Regions from separate parts of the Rattus norvegicus genome. Here region 1 is linked to region 2. A link is a contact called in public Hi-C data. All regions are on one chromosome and are shown on one strand. The core of a region is the stretch at or near the end of the contact, and the rest is flanking DNA. Distances in the headings are between cores, read along the strand shown.

What was found. Hi-C and Micro-C count contacts between places; a contact is called where the count stands out from the background.
Region 1: a contact with region 2 is called in a Hi-C map of hepatocytes, with 1.6 times the contacts expected there. The contact joins two enhancer-like sites. A contact is called at or near these places in 7 of 12 Hi-C or Micro-C datasets (the A7r5 cell line, the Rat2 cell line, Schwann cells and 4 more).

Annotation. Positions count from the first base shown.
Region 1 is chr4:83,282,130-83,287,202 of GRCr8, reverse strand. The region is part of intron 2 of Jazf1 (JAZF zinc finger 1); the gene reads left to right. Among named protein-coding and RNA genes, the nearest start is that of Tax1bp1, 130 kb to the right of the region's middle. Within about 2 kb of position 2,867, at least 10 of the 93 cell types and tissues checked have an H3K27ac peak or open chromatin away from gene starts, as enhancers often do.
Region 2 is chr4:83,009,847-83,014,965 of GRCr8, reverse strand. The region is part of intron 4 of Hibadh (3-hydroxyisobutyrate dehydrogenase); the gene reads left to right. It overlaps LOC120102279 (a long non-coding RNA gene), which reads left to right. Exons shown (of 2, transcript XR_005503585.2): 2 at 1-5,119. Among named protein-coding and RNA genes, the nearest start is that of Hibadh, 65 kb to the left of the region's middle. Within about 2 kb of position 1,820, at least 2 of the 93 cell types and tissues checked have an H3K27ac peak or open chromatin away from gene starts, as enhancers often do.

The DNA.
Region 1 (5,073 bases), core at 1,618-4,117, 270 kb before region 2:
TATGCTTAGAGGGGAGCTCATCGCTGCTGTGGGAAGTGGGCACCAATGCAGCAGTTTGCAGAGGTTGGCCCAGAAGTGTAGCCACTACATTATTGAATTCATGGAAATGAGAAGCTTTGAATGGTGCCGTGTTTTTAAGATACCTTGGGATGACAGTGAAGTGAAAGAGCATTAACTGCCTTCTTGCCTGCTTCAGTGACAGCATGACATGGCTGTCTAAATACTCATTTGAAAGCACCCCTTTCCTGCCCTCCTGAAGGAAGGTAGTCTGGGCAAATGAACATGTGTGCCTGGGAGCAAATCCTGTTCTCCTAAACTTCTGTGCGAGTCTAAAACTGTCTCTAGCTATGTTCTTGATATAAAGAGAAAGTGTCTATGGCATTTCTGAAATACTTGCCTGACACACAAGGTCTGAAGTTGGCTGCAGACATGTGGGCAGAGTGCGGCCCAAGGCCTATCCTGCCACAACAGAGCCTTTCTGAAGAGGTGAGAGTGGTGGTCAGCCCCACTACTGTCCACCCCACCCAGCAAAAAGGAGGCAAAAATAGTTTACTGTGACCATTGGTGACTTGTAAGTGAATTTTGGATGACACTTCTCCCCAAAATGATCCATTTCTTTCTGCTTCTTCCATTGACCAGGGACTTGCCCATCCCTGCCAGACACGTTACCTTTTATACCTTCCTTGATCTCAGTGCTGAAAACTGGTGCAGGGTTTTCACTGTCGAACCCTAGCCACTGAATCCTGTGACTGTGGCATTAACTTCCTTCCCCGAGCTGAGGATATGCACATATACTAGGCTTAATCCTCATCACCTGTCCCCTGCCCAGGCTGCCAGCAAGCATTGAGGGGCAGCAGGCAGCAGTGGGGGAGGATCATAAATGTGGCGGCAGTGGCGCCAAGCCTGAGCTGTGTTGCCATTCCTCAGCAGCCCACATGTGCTGGGAAGCCGCCATTCCTTCCTGGCAGCCTCAGCCTCCCAGTGGGAGATAAGCTGAGCTAGGGCCTAGTCTGGCAGCCAGATTCCAGCCTGAACAGACAGCATGGGGCTGACTTGGGATGACTGGCATGGGTATGCTGAGCACACCACAGCCAGCAGCTGTCCCCTTCTAACCAGGGCTGTTGACAGGTCCTGCTGAGAGCCCTTGCTCCTGAATTTAACAAATCTGGAGGCTCGACATTTTCATTTTGGGATTTCATTTGGAAGCATCATTTTATTAGAACCAAAATCTCCAATCCATTCTCCTGAAGACATACTGATCTTGTCTATCACACGGAGAATCCTCTGGGTGAAATTGTTGCCAGTCCCCAGGATCCCAGTAAAACTGCAACCTTGCCCTCAGACCCCTGCCTCCTTGGTATCCCTGTAGTCTCTCAAGAAAGTCTGTTAAATGACCACAACACCATGAAAGGATAGTTCAACACAGACTTCTTCGGTCTCATTGTGGACTGCCTGGGTAAGAAACCCTGTGAGATGTCTACCCACCTCTGTGAGTTGGCAAAAGTATGGGTTTTTTCATGATTCAAGAGATTTATAAATGGCCCTACACTGTATAACTTTACTAAAGGGAATATTTGGGCTAATGCTCCACCTTGCAAGTGAATGCTTTTGGCTCATTGACAGAGTGCTTTCTTAGTGTGCCTGAGGCCTAAAGTTCAGTCCCCAGTACTGAAAGGAAAAAAAAATCAATGCTCTTAGCTGTTAAGAAAAATAACTCAGTTCCTTTTAATACTTGTGCTGACTTAAAAATATTTTGAAAGACATGTCTTCAGAGAGGTTCTCAGACTAGCCGTGGTGGCACCCACCTGTAATCCCAGCAGTCTGGAAGGCCTTTAGTTCAAGACCACCTGGGCTATAGTTACAGCAAGAGCTGGAATAAGAAAATAAACAAAAAGGTTATTGATTGTTTGCTGAGAAGCAAGCAGACTCCCCCACAGTGTGGCCTGGGGAATGTCCATTGCTCCAACAGAACCTAGGCCTTCTTCCGTTTCCTTGTCTCTAGATGCTTCCTCATTTTTATCTCTTTAAAGGGGGTTCTTCTGATTTATGTGCGTGTATATAGGTGAGTGTTGTGGCAGATGTGTGCTGGTGCCTCAGAATCCAGAAGGCTTCAGATCCCCTGGAGCTGGAGTTACAGGCAGTTGTGAACTCAGGTCCTCCTCGAGAGCAGTGAATTCTCTCAAACCCAAAGACATCCCTCCAGCCCCAGCGCCATTTTTATCTTTTCAAGTAGCTTTCTTTTGGCAATATTTTATATCAATTCCATCTAAAATGTTTTAAATCAATATAAAACGCCCTGTAAAGATTCATGCTAAGTTCCCTAAAACACTTTAGAAATTCCCTATATTTTCCTAAATTGTCACTTCATTAGAATGAGAACTCAGCTGAGGAAGTCTCAAATGCGCCCTCACAGTTGATTTCTCTTTCTTCTTCTCCCTAACCTGCCCTCCTAAGCCGGGCGGTATGAGTGATAATTTCTGAGTGATCACTCAGAGCCTGTATTCTTCCAGACCTTAAGAACAGTTAGGATGTTGACAATGAAAACAATCAGTTGAAGACAGAAATTTGCGTCCTGAACAAGCCAATAAAGGAGTTTTTCCTAAGATTGGGGGGGGGGGGTGGTGGATAACCAGTGTCTGGCTGCCCTTAGGAAATAGCCTTCCAGTGAGGTCTGACTCAGTTTTGATCATCTTCCCCTCCACTGCTATTGAATGAAAAGCCACGCTGGCAAGAGGCTGCCAGGCTTGTGACCTGCAGAGGGCGCTAGAATACCGTATTTTCTGAGCCAGTCCTTCCAGAAATAAGGAACTGGGAAACTGTCGAAGGGGGAAGGGGGAAGCCTAAAGCTTCTTAATGCTTCCAGCAGTCACACTGCTTGCAGTCTGGTAAACAGGCTGGGAATTGTGGGCAAGGCCTTTCGCTGCGCTTTGCACTAGTGTAGATCAGAGGACTCTGTCCGGACTCATTACTTTCATAGCCTGGAGCTAGTTCACACAGCAGCAGGAGTCCACCGAAGGGCTTTTAATTAATGAAATTGAAACTGGCGCTTAGAACTGTGGATTAGGAGTAGTCAGGTTTTTTTTGTTTTTTAAGTATTTCAAGTAATTTATAAAGCACTTACATAAATAGAAAGCTTTAAATGCTGATATTCCATAAAAAGTAAATAAAAATATTTTTATGCATTAAGACTTAATTAAGTGGCATGATTTCATGTCACAGATTTAAAACAGGGCAGGTGAGACCTGCCAACATTACTACAGCTGCGTTTTACATGAGGAAAGTAATTAAAATGGTTGTTTATGTCTTTTTCCACTTACAGGTATTTAGACTGCTCTGTATTACACCATATATTTTCCCAGCCATCGTATTATGGCAGTATATCTTAGCAGGCGATACCTTTGTTGTTTGTGGAAAGGTGAGGAGACATTTGTCAGACAAAACAGCTGTGTGTGCCACTGAGGCTGACAAGGACTTCTTCCTGCCAGAGGGGCCTTTTGTCTGTTCACATGCACCTCTTTTTCCCCTCTGAATAAAATTCAATTAATTTTCACAAGAACAGTTTTCCCTTCTATTGTCAGGAAGAAAAACAGAAGGCAAAAACATACTGATCATCTGGACCTCACCCTGTGTGAATGAGTCCTGTTTGAAGCTGCTCTGTTTCTCTTGTTCAGCTAGGAATGTGCTAACCTTACATCAGAGGACCCACCTGTGTGAAGTCGAGTGGCAGTTAGCAATGGGAATAGTGTCCTGACTTCCCACATCAGAGCTAGCCTTCAGTTCTCTGGATAGAACACAGACAGATCTATCACTGTGTACTTATTTACTGCCGTTATTTATGTTAACAGTCACAATGACATTATTACTTGATGAAGTTTTAACGACGTTCATAATTTTGTGCCCCAAGAGGCATCAGTTACCAAGTGAGGCTGAAATCTCAAAATCAAGCTGAGGTCCCAGCACTCTAAAACATTGAGTGTAATGTATAGTACAAGCTTGGTGAGTCCCGGGTGGAGGACAGGGGCATTTGCCATTCCTCCAGCACAATGGGACTTCTTTTCAGGCTTTCAGTCACACCTGTGAGTTGTCCTCTTGCTCGGACTGTGTGAGCAGCAGTTGAGGATTCTGAGGTGCACACAGTTACAGAGGGTGGGGTAGGACAGCCTCCATAGTCATTTAGCAATCAATCACCTATAGGAACAAGGCGCAAATTCTCCTCTGTACCTCTTCCCTAATAGCAGTATAGCAGTTGAGCTATTTCAAGTTGCTTCTGCTTGAGTCAGTCAACAGTATCAACATAGATACAGTTGGACAGCCCGTCACCCTGATCTTCCTTGGTTGTTCGTTCCAGCTGTAGCCTCACCATGCCTGTGCCCTGAGCCTGCAGCCCAGCTCTGTGGCAACACTTTATCTACTAGAAAGCTGTTGTTTCATGGAGCACCCTCTATGCACGACAATGTGCCACTCAAGTGCTCGAAACATGATTGCCAGGCTTACTTTTCCACCTACTTTTGAAGAAATTGCATCACTGTTCATTTTTTTAATCATCACCAACTAGAGAATGAGAGAACTTATGTTTTTTATTCCTCACTGAAATTAGCTCCCTAAAATGTCCAACTTCCGTTCCCATTCATAACTCCCAGATCTGAAATATGCCCCCATGTTCAAAAATTGTAATTCTGCTAAATGTAATTTTAAGGCCTGCACCAGTGAGATAGTCTCCTCCCCTAGCATTGAAATTGCTCGCCCGTGTTTCAGCACCACCTCCTTCACTTACAAGCAGCGAGCAGCAGCCTGGAGTTAGCTCTGCAGCTTCAGAATTCCCAGCTCTCTATTTCTCTCTGAGAAAGAGCAGTCTGAGGCAGAGGGCTGGCCAGATGACTTTCCAGGGGCCATGTTTAGACTGTTCTCACTAATGAAACCTGAACCAGGCTCAAGCATTCCTTCTCAGCAATCTGTGCCATTCCTCAGAGCTCACAGCACTTCAGTACAAACCACCAAATTCCATTTTAAATTCCACTGGCTGTTTTCTGCTCCTGAAGTTATCACCACACCGCTGCGAGGCTCCGCTCCTTT
Region 2 (5,119 bases), core at 571-3,070:
ACACTCTGTTAAAGAGCTCCTTAGCTCTGAGGTACTGTCTCAGTCTAACAGTCTTGCTGGCAGATCTTCATACTCAGGAACAGCCGATGTTTATGATATTCTGCTGTGAGGAGGAAGGTAGGGTTTTTTTCTTTTTTTAAGGTCATCAGTGTTTAGATTAATCAGGCTGACATTTCTTGCTTGTGGGTCATGAACTGTTGATAATAGCATTAAAATGGTGATTCAGTTATTACATTAAATTATCAGGGAAAACCACTGGCGCTCACCCATGTGTTCTGCAGCAGGGTGTGTAAGGGGATATGCATGTCTCTTTTGTTTGCACCTTAGAATAATTAGAGGCTGAGTCACATATTAAGGGATGCTTGCCATGATTTTAGAGAACCATAATCAAGAGCTTGACTGATGTGAGCAAACAGAAGAGTATATCACACCTTTTGTATCCGAGCCCAAATCGTCTCTTCTTGTCCGTAGCCTTTTGAAACCTCGTCCTAATGAATGGATGTACTTGGGTTGCCGGGAATAAAAGCCAGTATATTCACAGATATGTAAATTGTATTTTTACTTAAACTATTGACTTGAGCATAAGAACCCTTTAAAGGTGTGTGTTCACTCTAAGAGGGATGGGGCAGAGGGGAGAGATGGAAAGCTTACACGTGTGACAGACAGACATCTTAAACAAGATCCTTGTATCAGAACTTCTTAGATGGATTTTTTTTTTAAATCCTGGGATTAAACCCAGGGTCAAGTGTTTTGTGCATTTGCTCTAACACTGAGCTGTGACCTCGGTCTTCTAGATATGCTTAATCAGCCTTGTGAGGTAAATAGCAGTTCAGAATGCAGTGAATCAGACATTTCTGGTATCTTTGAATTTTAAAGTGTGCTTTTAGCATGTTTGTGTGTGTGCACAGTGAATAGATAGTACTGGGACAGTTCTATTAATGTTGCTTTACTTTTTGGTTGGAGTAAAGAATTCAGTCAGTTGTGATGTTTTAATAACTATCTTAAGCATTCAGCCCAAGGTCTCAGACAGGTACTCATTTATAATTTACTAAGTAATGTGCGTCACGTGGGCAGAAACCATAGGTTTTGGGAGGACTTTATAAAGAATGTATTTTAAGCAGGAAAGCGGAGTATTTCCCCTTACAGGAAAAGGTAATTGCCTTATTTAGGGTAAGCACGTTCTTCGTATCTTGCTCTTTTGAGAAGTCAGACAGCATTAGAACGTTATGGGCCACTAGAGGGCACTGTTTAGTAATCAACTGCTAATGAACCAGAACAGTCAGAGGAGCCAGTAAATTACATGTGGGTTTTTCTAATTATGAATTCATATTTAATCATTCAGTGACAAGGTAACTGGAAATGGTTCTGTGTACTTTCATATGTGGTTATGCTAATACACAGTTACATTTCTCAGATGTTGGTACTCCATCATTAGAGTAGCAGGCATCAAAGGCTTTGTTTCTAATCTACATTACTAATTGTAAAACATAATTAACGTTGTTAATACTTCCACACCTTACATGGCCAAACACTCTGAAAAACAAAGCTTAAGTGTAAATACGTGTTATAATCGTGTGACTGACAAGCGTAGCGGTTGAGGTGTTCCACTCTCTCCTGTGTCTTCCTGCCTGCCTCACTCTTTTCCCTGCTCCAGCTCTGTTCTGGTTTCTTTTCTCCTTCCTTTGGATTCCCTTTCCACTTGTGCATCTGTTAGTTGGTGACTGTTTCTGCAAGCCATCAGCCTTGATGAAATGCCTGGAAGAATGACTTGCACTGTGTGTGTTAAAGGACTCTAAGGGTGGGCAACTTACGTGCAGCCAAACCAGCAGGAGGACGGGTGTGCTCGTCAGTGGAGCTGCGCTTGTTGCCAGAGAAAAGGCTCCGTTGAGCCTGCCCAGCCAGGAATCTATTCAGGAAAAGGCAGATTTTCTAGCCCCTCTTCCATGCTATTCTGTTTCTTGAGACAAGATCTCACGTAGCTGACCTCTTAAGCCATTTTGTAGCAGAGAATGACCTTGAACTTGTGATTCTGTTTCCACCTCCCATGTGCTTCATGAGCCACCACCAGACCTAGTTTTTTAGTGCATTGCTGGAGATTGAGCCCAGGCCTGTATGCTAGAAGAGGTAACCAGTCTACTTCACCTTGAGTGTCCTCCGCTGCCCATGTCAGACCCTGCCAGCACACTGCAATACAATGTCACTTTTAATGCTCACATTAATCTGGTATTTTTAATCAAGGTTTTAATTGTATAACCCAGCATGACAGTTCACCTTCTTGAATTTTGAACATCTTAACTTTTTTATGACAATTCATTTTCTTTGCCTTCAGACTTGTGTTTTAGTGTGCTAACTCTTGTCTGGATTACAGACTCAACTTGAACCAAAATTGGGACTTAATTAATTTTGTGTAATCTAAAAACCCAAAAGTGTGTTGTGTGTATACACACACACTGTAAATATCTGGTAAATATTTGGTTTGTAGAAAGTAAACAATTTTACAAGAGATTTTAAAACTAGACACAAACAGACCATGAACTTGAAGAGATCTTGCATCTCAAAGCATCTAATTTTTTTTTTTTGATCCATAGAAAGTCATCATTAAATTGACTGATATGTCTAGTTGGGTGAAATATCTTGATTTCCTTTGAAGTAACAGCCATAAAAAGTGTTCATTTGTGAACTTTTAGGTTGATGTTGTTCCTAATGGTAAAGATGAAGCTTGTTTTAGTATCAAAAAAGAAAAACTATCCTATAAAAGCCAGGGAAGTCAGTCTTTCTTTTGACACCAAGAACCCATCTTGTCCTTCCCAAAGCTCAGTACTTCTTCTAGCAGTGCGGCAGATGAGGCAAAAATCACACACAGCAAATAAAGATGACGTCTTTAGAACCGTTATTAGCATATACTAGTTGTACCTAATAGTTTTGATGACTTAAGATAAAAACTGGGCAAGGTAGTACACGTGTACCTTTGGGAGCCAGAGACAACTGGATTCCCAAGTTGGAGGCCAGGCTGGTTTACAAAGAGTTCCAGGCCAGCCAGGGCTCCACAGTGAGACCCTGTCTCAAAACAAAACAGACAAAAACCATTTAATGTTGCCTGTCATTGTGTGTGCATATGACATTTATAGTGGATGAATCGCGTGTCATGACATGTGCATGGAGGTAGAGGACGGCCCTGCTCTCCTGCCTCCATGTGGGTTTTAGGCTCAAGCTGTCAGGTAAGCACAGCAAGTACATTTAACTGGGGCCACTCTCACTGACCCCAGATACATTTTTAGAGACTTTATTAGCATATATTAGTTGTACCTAATAATTTCAATGACTTAAAATAATCTTACTATGTGTATTTATCTTGTGTATGTATGTACATGAGTGTGTGTGTACCACAGCATGTGTGTGGAGGTCAGAGAAACCACTTGTAGGAGCCATTTCCATCTGCCACGTAGGTCCAACTCAGGGCTTCATGCCTGCTCAGGTGAGCTATCTTGCTTATCCAATTATGATATTTTTGTGCATGTATATAATGTGTTTGATCATATTCACCCCCATTACCCTGTCTGGTTCCCTCTACCATTCTATTGACTTCATTTTCCCAACTAGTTGACCATTTTGCTTCTGTATGTGTTCATGTATGTACATTTACATGTATATACACACTCCAATGTGTGTTGGTAACCTAAGGAATTTACTTTGAATTGCTTACAGGGACATGAGTGGGTGATTGTACACAGGAATGTAAATAAGCTTACCTAGATACATTGGCATACCCTGTTGCCATAAAGTGTACTCATGCACAGAGTAAAGCACCTTACATTTTGATGGGTAAGGGGCCGTGCAGGCAAACCCAGAGCCTCGCCCATGCCTTGTGGGTTCTACTACTCATCTGTATCCTCAGCCCTCAGATTCTTTGGAGGATTTTTGAAACAGGAACTCATGTAACTGGGGTAGACTGACCTCCTAGTCTTCTTGCCTCACTGTACTTTCTAAACATGCCTTTAGGTGCACTTCACATTCCTCAGAAGATAAGGGAAATATTCAGAGATCAAGTAATTGAATAGTAATGTGAAATCAAATTGATGAATAAACACAGGAAGTTTAACTGCCCTGCAACCAGTTGCTGCTTCAGAGAGCCAAGGACTTTGGGAAATAGTACTGCTGGACAAAGATCACAGGGTAATGGGAACCTGAGCCATGTGTTTACATAAACTGAGACAGCTAACCACTTGCTCCTTATATTAAAAAGAAGAGGAGGAGGAGGAAGAGGAGGAGGAAGGAGAGGAGGAAGAGGGAGAGGAGGAAGAGGAGGGGGAGAAAGAGGAGGAGGAGGAAGGGAAAGAGGAGGAGGGAGAGGAGGAAGAGGAGGAAGGAGAGGAGGAAGAGGAGGAAGAGAAAGAGAAGGAAGAGGGGGAGTAGGAAGAGGAGGAAGAAGAGGGAGAAGAGGAGGAAGAGGGGGAAGAAGAAGAGGAGGAAGAGGAGGGGGAGGAGGAGGGAGAAGAGGAGAAGGAAGAGGGGGAGGAGGAAGAGCAGGGAGAGGAGGAGGGGGAGGAGGAGGGAGCAGCAGCAGCAGCAGCAGCAGCAGCCAAACCACCCCCAAACAGGCCAACCCTCAAAGAGAAAGGGTCATCTGGAGATCATTTGCCTGCTGGTCAAAGAGGCTAACTAGGAACTCTGTCTACCTAGACAAAGTGTGAGAAGCTTTTTAATAACTCTGAATCAATAGAGTTTAAATTTAAACTATTCACTCAACTGAAAAAAAACAACTAATAAGTTAATGGGCTTCTTAGTAGAGTTAGTATGAACTATATCACCATAAACAAGTGAACATCCTCTCTGCAGAAAATTACCCTCAATCTGGGACTATGAGAATTTACAGATAGATATTAGTATAGCTTGGTTAAAAGCAGATTGCCTGGGGCTGGCTCTGACTCTAGAACCATAGCCTAAGTAAATCCTTTCTTTTTACAGTTGCCTTGGTCATAGTGTTTTCTCACAGCAATAGAAAAGTAACCAATACGATACAACGTGGTAAGAAGAGAAAGCATCTACATGGGACAGCAGACTGGGAGCATGCGCCTGTCTGCCTCATCCCATGCATCTACCCACACGTGCATCCACTGAT